Regions from separate parts of the Mus musculus genome. Here region 1 is linked to region 2. A link is a contact called in public HiChIP or PLAC-seq data. All regions are on one chromosome and are shown on one strand. The core of a region is the stretch at or near the end of the contact, and the rest is flanking DNA. Distances in the headings are between cores, read along the strand shown. Region 1 holds the start of Ptch1 (patched 1). Region 2 has its middle 60 kb from the start of Ptch1.

Region 1 (4,495 bases), core at 341-2,840, 61 kb before region 2:
TTGTTTAAAATGAATTCCACATCAAAGCCTTTATTCTCTTCTACGTCACGCTATTAAATGTTACAGGGTGTGTATCGAGCTTTATTTTGTTTTAAAGTTTAAAACTGACTTTAAGAATGTGATTAATTAATGAGGATCCAGACGAATTCCAAATATCAGGAAATCTCTCATTTCCATTTCTCTGGCCTGCTGAAAAGATTTGCTTTTTATATATTAAAAATTCAAATAAAATAGCAGACTTGTCTGGAGTCTCCTTATAGACGTTTTCAAATTGGACTGTATTGTGTATTGGAGGGGGGCGATAGAGGAGTGAGAGGGGTTTTTAAAAGGGCTGGCTTTTCCCAACATCCTTGCTCGCCTCTTTAACTTTCCATTTTGTTTATCTTAATACGAGGCGTTGTTCCCTGCGAGAGTCTAAGTCTTGCCTTTGGTTATAAAAGAAAAGAGGAGAAAAAAAAATTGGCACACACTGGCGCACTATCCACCACCCTGTCATTATTGGTGCAGGCCTGGGAATTCAAGCCGGACCTCCCAGTATTTGCTGCAGCTTGAGGCCAAAGTGCCTCTAAAAGGGTTTTCTTTGAGGAATCTCAGAAATTGTTTAAGCGCTTAAAAAAATATATTACCTATCCCTCATGTCTATTGCGAGGCAAATGCTCCTGTACGTGTGAGTGTGTGCGTGTGTATGTGTGTCTGTGTGTGTGTGCGCGCGCGCTCGCAAAAGGCGTCTCGAAAAAGAAGACACTGTTGAAAAGAAAAGAAATAAGAAAGAAAGGAGGGGGGAGCATTCCTTAATGGAAGTATTGCATGCGAGAGGGTTGGCGCTGAGCGAGCGCCCCCCCACCCCCAAGCCTGGGATGCACACACGGGGGTTGCCTACCTGGGTGGTCTCTCTACTTTGGTGAGCTGTTGCTAAGCAGCTAATAATAGTCATGTTTGCTGAGTAATTTCTGCCCTCCAAGAGCCAATCGCGTTGCAGAAACCCAAGCCATCTGACAGCCCCGGGGGCGGGAGTTCCAGCCTTTTTCTCTTTCGCTCGCTCTTTCCCCCTCCACCCCCTCCCCTCCTCCTCCTCTTTCTCCAAATGGAGAGAGTTCTTTTTTTTCTTCTTCCATCTCATCTATTGAGTCAAGGAGCTGCTGCGGCCGCTGCCCGCTGCACACACACAGAGCGGAGTCCCCAGGTCCCGGTAGCGAAAGAAGCGCGCGGCGCGGGGGCAGAATGGTCCAGCGGGTCGGTGAGGAGAACAAGAAAGCAGAGTCCGGGACCGAGCAGCCACCGCGAACCCAGCAGCCAGAGAGCGACCAGCCGTTTCAGAAGCCGCCACCGCCAACTCCAGCCGCAGCCGCAGCAGCACCAGCAGCAGCAGCGGCAGCCCCGGCCCGGCATCGTTGAGACTCGCCGGGTACCGTCGCGTCGCCCGCAGCGGGCGCCGAGGGAGCCGGCGCGAGCGGCGGGGGTCTGCGCGCGCCTTCTGCCGTGAAGGGGTCGCGGCGCGGGGCGGGGACGTCTGGGGGGGACTTGGGGACCGCGAGGCGCGCCCTGGAAGCGCCGGCTCTCGCCTTCCCGCGAGCTGGATGTGGGCAGCGGCGGCCGCAAAGACCTCGGGACTCACGCGCAATGTGGCAATGGAAGGCGCAGGGTCTGAGTCCCCGGCAGCGGCCACGGCCGCAGCACCCGCAGCGCCCGCCGTGTGAGCGGCAGCAGCGGGTCTGTCACCCGGAGCCGGAGTCCCCGGCGGCCAGCAGCGTCCTCGCGAGCCGAGCGCCCAGGCGCGCCCGGAGCCCGCGGCGGCGGCGGCAACATGGCCTCGGCTGGTAACGCCGCCGGGGCCCTGGGCAGGCAGGCCGGCGGCGGGAGGCGCAGACGGACCGGGGGACCGCACCGCGCCGCGCCGGACCGGGACTATCTGCACCGGCCCAGCTACTGCGACGCCGCCTTCGCTCTGGAGCAGATTTCCAAGGTGCACTTCTGTCCCCTCCTCCCTCTTCACTTTTCCCTCTTCTTCCTCCTTGGGATCCCTGCCACACAGACACACACACACACTCCTGAGAAAGCAGCAGACAAGTGAAGGTTGAAAAATTCAAACCCTCCCTCCGGACTTTGGAGGAAAGGGCTGTCTGAGGTCCGCAGGGGGTGGAGGGGTGCCTGTGTGTGTGCGTGCGTGTGTGTGGTGTGTGCGCGCGCACACGCCCTCCCTGGTGTGCCTTTTCCGGAGCTTTGGAAACCGTCCTGAGTGGACCACCTCCAGGGCGGCCGCAATGCGGCACTGCCTTCGGCCCCAGCGCCTTTCTCCCGCGCCCCTGCCCACGGTTGCAGCCTAAAGTTCGGCGTTGCCACATTTCTTAACCTCTTTGAGGGGGAGGCGGAGTGGAGAGAGGCGGAGAGAGACAGAGGGGAGGGAGCCAAAGTAAAGGTGGTTTCCTTTTTTGGCAGCCGGTTCTGCTTTCGTTGAGCTTGAAATCTCTGCTCCCTTAAAAATTATTCTCGGGAGAGGACGTCCCCTCTCTTCCAGGTCTTGGGCCGCCTCTTCTCCCAGCCTGCCGGGGAGGGGGGCAGTTGTAAACAAGTTGCCACCTTAAATCTTCGGTACGGGTGTGCGGAACGGCCGGGTTCATTGTGTTTACGAGGCTGGCTGAAATGTGTGGAATCCGGGGAAGGCAAGCACCTAGCCTGGGGCCCGCAGGGGCCCTGGCCAGCACCCCGGGCTCCGCCGCCCGGAGAGCAGCCTGCGCCCAGCCAGGACCCCCGCCGGCGCCGGCCTGGGCCTCTTCCTTGTGCACTCGGCTATTTTAAAGAGTTCACCAGGAGGGAATGGGAGAGGGAGGAAAGATCCTTGTGGCCGCCCTCTTCCGAGCACAAATAGTGTAAGTTGTAGATGGCTGCCGCATTTCCTAACTGAGCTCCCGCGGTGTCTCCTAAGGCTGTGGAAAAGAGTGTGGACCGAACTCTGGCTGCGGGGCTCACCACGTGGACCTCGCGTACAGCCACACCGGGGCCAGATGGACCACGGTTGCTGTAGATTGTCCCTAAGTGCGCTTGCGCCCTTCACTCGGCCTCCGGGGCACTGGAGGAGGCCACAGGCTGGAGCAGGACTTAGGGAAGGGGGGACGTTTCCTGGGGGTTCTTTAGTGTTGGGCTTCTCGGCTAGGATCACTCAGGCCCTCCCTCCAGGTCCCCGGTACTAAACCATGGCTGCTGGTGGTGGCTTCTCAGTTAGCCTCTCTCCCCAGCACCCCAAGTCTCATTCAGGACTGGCGCTCAGGCCACGCGTGGGGGCGCCCCCTGGTCCCTAGAGTACAGTTCCCACGCTGCAGTCTCACTGATTTACAACCAAGGCCCCCACGCCCCCAGGGCTTCCTCTGGATGGTCCTGGTTCCAGTCCGAGGGAGAGGCATTGCGCCGCGGGCGCCCACGCCCCACACTGCTGTCCAGAGGGGATCCCCGGGCGGGTGTGCGGGGGACAGCGATTCCCCGGCGTTCACTCCTCCCTTCTGCTTCGTCCCCAGGGGAAGGCTACTGGCCGGAAAGCGCCGCTGTGGCTGAGAGCGAAGTTTCAGAGACTCTTATTTAAACTGGGTTGTTACATTCAAAAGAACTGCGGCAAGTTTTTGGTTGTGGGTCTCCTCATATTTGGGGCCTTCGCTGTGGGATTAAAGGCAGCTAATCTCGAGACCAACGTGGAGGAGCTGTGGGTGGAAGGTAAGCGATCAGGCGCCGCTAGCGCGTCCTTCGTCTTCCTTCCCTTTACTGTGTTTGATGAAGATATTTGCCAGCATGCACCTAGAGCCTCCTTGTAGCCAACGAGAAGCCCTTGCCCGCACCAGGGGCGACTGTTTATTGTTTGCATGGCTGGCCAGTAGCCAGGCCCGCCCGACAAAGGCCGCGCTGTAATCTACTCGGGGCGCTGCGCTTTGCTAGGTGTGGTGGGAGAGAGTGGCGGGGGCGCAGAGGCCCTGCGCGGGACGGACCACTCCGCAGAGCCGTGGGGGTGGTCCCCGAAGCTCGCCACAGCTGCCTGCCTGGCTTTGGCCCGGGAGCCGCGGCCCGGGAAAGGCCTCTCTGATCCGGGAGCCTGAGCTCGGCTTCTTTACCCCCACCCCCCACCCACCCACTGTGTCTGCGGTGAAAGGAGAGGGGGGTGGAGGGCAAGGCCACCCCTCTGGCTGCAGGGAGTGTGCGCGCCCCCGGGGCGCGCAGGGGGCGGGCGCCTCGCGGGCCTGCGGAGGCGGCCGCGTGTGTGGTCCTGTTTTTGGACTGCTTTCAACTCTGGGGGAAAAAAACATTTGTCTCAAGGTACCAAAGGGGGGTGGGGGGAGTTGAAAAAAATAGTAAAGCACAAACTGGAACGCATGTTTGCAAAGTAGATTAATGTTTTCTCGCGGGTGGGGGGGCTTTTTAAATGGAATTATTCTTGGGGGTGGTTGCATTTGTTAAGCTTGCAAGTGTGTGTGTATTTTAAAAGAAAGCAAGTTTGATGGGAGGGGCCACGGGA
Region 2 (4,564 bases), core at 1,880-4,379:
ACAGCCATATCTGTCTATACGCACCATTCATGACTGTTTTCACGCTATAGTGGCAGAATTGTGTGGTGTGCAATAGTGATTGACTGACCTGCAGACTGTTGAAATACTTGCTCTCTGGTCTTCAGGAAGAAATCTGCCAGGTCCTCTTAAGGCAAGGAAGTGTTGGGCCATTGCTACTCAAGTGTGGTCCTTCAGTCAGCATGCCTTAGAAGCATGCTAGAAAACCCAGAGTCCAGTGGTACTGAGAGTCAGGGTTCTGTGGGAGAGAAACCCAGGAGTGTGCTCTTAAGAGTAGGAACAATTTGTAAATTCCTCCAGGCTAATGTGGCCTTGGCACTCTGTGACTCAGGCTGAGTGGCCAGAATCTGGAAATAACAGAGCAGTCCCGACTCTGCTGTGTGGTCTTTCCACAAAAACACATGTTCGTCTGTGGGAAAAAGTTGAGACCTGTAAACCTCACATTTGTGTCTGGGAATCTCGGCCCAGGAACTCCCTTCCCAGTGTTGTGTCCCACACGGCTGTGAGCAGGACCTCAGCAGAGGCTATGTACCCCTGATATAATAGGCAGGGGATGAGGGACCTCTGTCTTCCCTTCCTGCCTAGAGGCTTTCCCAGCATCCAATTGGCCAACTGAGGGCAAATCCCTTGAAACTTTGGAATCCTGTGTCATCTATAAACTAAATTAGAATAAATGTTCTCTGAGGGTGATGTCTGAAGGTCAGAATGGTGGTGGAGTCACTGGGTGAGTGAGGATGGAATCAGCCACATCCCATGTACTTTACAATGACCCTGGGCCTGAGTTTGCATCTCAGGGGTGCCTGGGATCATTGTATAGAAACCCAAGAGGCAAACTCACACCCTACAGTGAGCTCCAGCTGGGCCAGAGGGATGGCTCAGTAAGAAAGGGTTTGCTGTGCAAATATGAGGACCTGAGTTCAATCCCCAGGATCTAGGTAAAGCCATATACCAGCTGTATTTGTAATCTCGATGTTGAGGGCTTGCTGGGCAGCTAGCCTAAGTAATCACTGCCCCAGGCCACTTGTTATAAAACACAAAGTGAAATGTTGCTGAGAAACAGCCCCAAAGCACATGAGAATCAAATACTCAGTTAATTACCTCCATAATAGAGACAGTCTAGGAAAGAAGTTAAGGGTTACCTTTTCTTCTGATAGAAGTGCTGATAGATCTGTTCTTAAGCCTTTCTGCAGTGAGTGTCATAAACAATGCTAACTTGGTTCCAAATTCAACTCAAGGAGAATGTAGACTTTCTAAATCTGAGCATGGGAAATATTACTAGCATTAATTAGAACCCGGACTGAGAGAAGCTTTTGTTGAGACATGCTTTGTCCCACAAGATGATGGTTGATCGCCATCCAGTTTTAAGGTTTGTTTGTTTGTTTGTTTGTTTGTTTGTTTTTCCCTATTTTGGTTTTTGGAGACAGAGTTTTTCTATGTAGCCCTGGCTGTCCTGGAACTTACTCTGTAGACCAGGCTGGCTTCGAACACAAAGATCAACTGCTAGTTTTATGTTTGTTTGTTTGTTTTTAAATGTTTATATTTACTGTGTGTGTGTAGATCAGAGGACAACTTATGGAAATCAGTTCTCTCCTTCCACCATGTGGACCCAAGGATAAAACTCAGGTTGTCAGTCTTAGCAGCAGGTACCTTTATCTGCTGAGCCATCTTGTCAGCTGGTTTATATGTCTTATAATTAATGTATAGCTAATAAATAACTTCATTTTTAATCACAGCCTGGGATAAAATTTTAATTAAACTGTGTATCAAGATCTACCATCTTTATTCAATACCTAGGTAAATATAACCCCTCACATTCTTTTTCCTCCTCCCCCTCCTTCCCTGTCTCTTCTCTCTCCCTCCTTTCTCTCTCTCCCTCTCCCTTCCATTCTTTCCACATCATTTATACCACAGCTACTAGAAAGCTCCAGGCCTCTGAACTCCAGGCAGCAACCATGCTGATACAAAGACGGTTGCTTTGTTTGAGTAACTGACCTCCCAAAAGAAGAGATGGAGGTCTCCTTGTCATCTGAAAAGACCTTTTGCCCAGATGTTAATTGCTTTTAATGAAGGTTGTACGTGATGAGAACATACACTGTAAGCTTGAGTCTGTTTTATCATTCAACACAGCAGTAGTAGAGGATGTGTTGGCCACCATTTTCTGCGTAGGTGTACTGCCAGGAAATTAGAACTGTCATCATGAACCTCTTCAAGGGATACCCTGGCCTGTTCAGATCATGGAACTCCAGCAAACAGAGGGCTTGAGGCTCTGTTACAAAAAGAATGGTACCCAATGTAAGTGACCCAGAAGGCACAGCTGGGATGTTCCCATGTGATATGACTACTTTGACATGAAGTCATGGCATCTCTGTAGGAATTCCTCTTGAAGCAAAGGGAACGGAGCTTACAATCTTCAGGTGTCTGTGCAGCCTGCGGATGCATCCTTGTGTGGCCAGGGCAAGCTCTTCATAGGGTCCAGAAACAGATCCACAAACTTAAAGCATGAAAGCTTTTTCATGAGGTTATTTCAGAGGGACTGAGCGACTCAACTGTGTGGCTCTCCAGCGTGAACTTTAGAGATGATAATGTCATATTGCAATGTCAAAAATCTGAACACACCGCTAAAGAGAACCACCGCTGCCAAGACACAGGGGCGTTCCTCCCCTTTTTAAGATAGAGACCTCAGCAAGAAGCCATGACTGTTGGCAGAAGTCTGGGAGGTTCTGTGACACTCCGTTTTCCTGGAGAGTGTTATCTTAATTCATCTGAAGGTACCAGCATGTGATGTCAGAGTGCACAGCAAGGGCAATGAAGCCAAGCAAGTTGTTCCTGAGAGAGCTGCTGCAGGAAATGCCTCTTATCAATGACACCATCTTTACACGCAACGGACAACAGCTTGTGTTCTTTCGGGAAGCGGGGCGGGGTGGATAATAACCTGGTTTATTTGTATAAAGGGAGAAATTATGTTGATGGGGGAGGAGTCGATGAGCAAGTTCTGACTGGTGAGTTATTATATAATAACGAGGACGGTGGGAGTAAGCCTGAGTTGAGATGCCAAAGGCTCCCCTTTGCAATTATAAATGTGAATCGAAGGCAGAAGCAGGTGAACTCGTGTTGAAAGCTTCTGCAGCCAGAGAAAAAGCAAGATGAGGCAGGAATGGAGAACAACAGGAGTCCCTCTGCAGCAGACCAAGAGCACCATCAGAGAGGACCAGGTCAGATGAACAGAAAGCAACTTCTAAGATAGCCAGGGCTGTTAGAAAACAAAAAATAAAATAAAAGAACTGGCCAATGACCTCCTTCAGGGAGTCCATGGTCTACCAGATGGGAGAAAGGGCAGCCCTTCATGCTTGAACTCTGAGGTAGGTTTGCCCATCTCATGATGGGCATTTTTGTCCTTCCTTAAAGTTCCTACCTTGCATGGCATCATGGAAGGCTACCAGGAACCAAGATGTCTGATTCACAGAAGTTTAAAGCTGCCAGAGACCCTTGAAACTTTGTAACATCGAGAGTCAATATGGCTTGCTAATGCCCTCAGCAATGGAGGTATTTGTTACCTCATTGTCTTCATCTTCCCCCATTTGTTTTATGTGTTAATTTCAAAGACACAGAGGGCTCACATCCACACTGATGTTAAAGTCTTGCACCTCCAGAAGCATACTTGCCACCCTGCACACTCAGCAAATGTTTGTGCTAAAGCAAAGAGCAGCACTGAGGGAAGCAATTAGCAAATCTCTGAATTCTCCTTCTGATTACACCTAAATTCCAAAAGCTAATTGGCTAAAATGTTCTTCCGTAATTAGAAGCAATTAATACATGAAACTAGGTTTGCATTTCACGATTGAAATCTCTAACTTCATTTACTAATGGTCACTAATGGCCTGTAATCATAAGGTACACACAATTACAGGGGGATTTTCAAAGTGTTGGAATGGAAGACTGTCTGAATTTATGAATTATTCTTCCATTGCTGAATACAGAGCCAAGGTCTACTGCAAAATGTATCATGTGTGCACATGCTTGCTCAAACACTCTCAAAGGAGTACATTTGTGACATCTGGCCCCTTCTGGATTTCCCACTCTCCACTGTCATCCCTCAGCATCCAGGACCCCACTGACACCTAAATCCTCAGATGTTCAAGTTCCTTTTAAAGTATGGTGTGGCATTGGCATGCAGCCTGTAGACATCCTACTGCAGACTTAAAATGATCTTTACATTACTTACTACTTTAAATCATCTTTATATAATTTATAGCACAATGTAAATGCTATGAAAAATGTTACCCTATATCAATTAGAATATAACAAAAAGGTCAAAATGTTCCATACACATATAACTTTTTTCAAATGCTTTTGACTCAACGTTGACTCAAAGTTAATTCAAAATTGAATTAACTCATGGATGTGAAACTCACAGCTGGGCTGCTCTTTCATCCCCTCTCCCTGAGAAGATTTCTCTCTGTTGTCATCACTCGGGCTAGATACTCCCAGCACCAAAGCCTACTGAAATCCATCTATAAGACAAATAAAGCCAGGGGATAGCTCAGTC

Evidence for each region. HiChIP or PLAC-seq counts read pairs in DNA pulled down with a chosen protein or histone mark.
Region 1: a contact with region 2 is called in an H3K4me3 HiChIP or PLAC-seq map of the SCID.adh cell line, with 18 read pairs. The contact joins the promoter of Ptch1 here to the enhancer-like site in region 2. A contact is called at or near these places in 10 of 39 promoter capture datasets (the 3T3-L1 cell line, cranial neural crest, embryonic stem cells and 4 more), 11 of 484 Hi-C or Micro-C datasets (the C2C12 cell line, the G1E-ER4 cell line, the MC38 cell line and 4 more), 19 of 115 datasets of contacts at active chromatin or transcription factors (the 230-238 cell line, the SCID.adh cell line, Th17 cells and 9 more) and 2 of 9 other capture datasets (adipose tissue and liver).

Annotation. Positions count from the first base shown.
Region 1 is chr13:63,562,830-63,567,324 of GRCm38.p6, reverse strand. Ptch1 (patched 1) reads left to right here and starts at 1,590. Exons shown (of 24, transcript NM_008957.3): 1 at 1,590-1,963; 2 at 3,510-3,702. The coding sequence starts at 1,805. RefSeq lists enhancers at 852-1,031, 4,114-4,482.
Region 2 is chr13:63,503,001-63,507,564 of GRCm38.p6, reverse strand. No RefSeq gene overlaps it. Among named protein-coding and RNA genes, the nearest start is that of Ptch1, 60 kb to the left of the region's middle. Within about 2 kb of position 3,129, at least 1 of the 459 cell types and tissues checked has an H3K27ac peak or open chromatin away from gene starts, as enhancers often do. A contact at or near this core is called in the SCID.adh cell line, where this site is marked.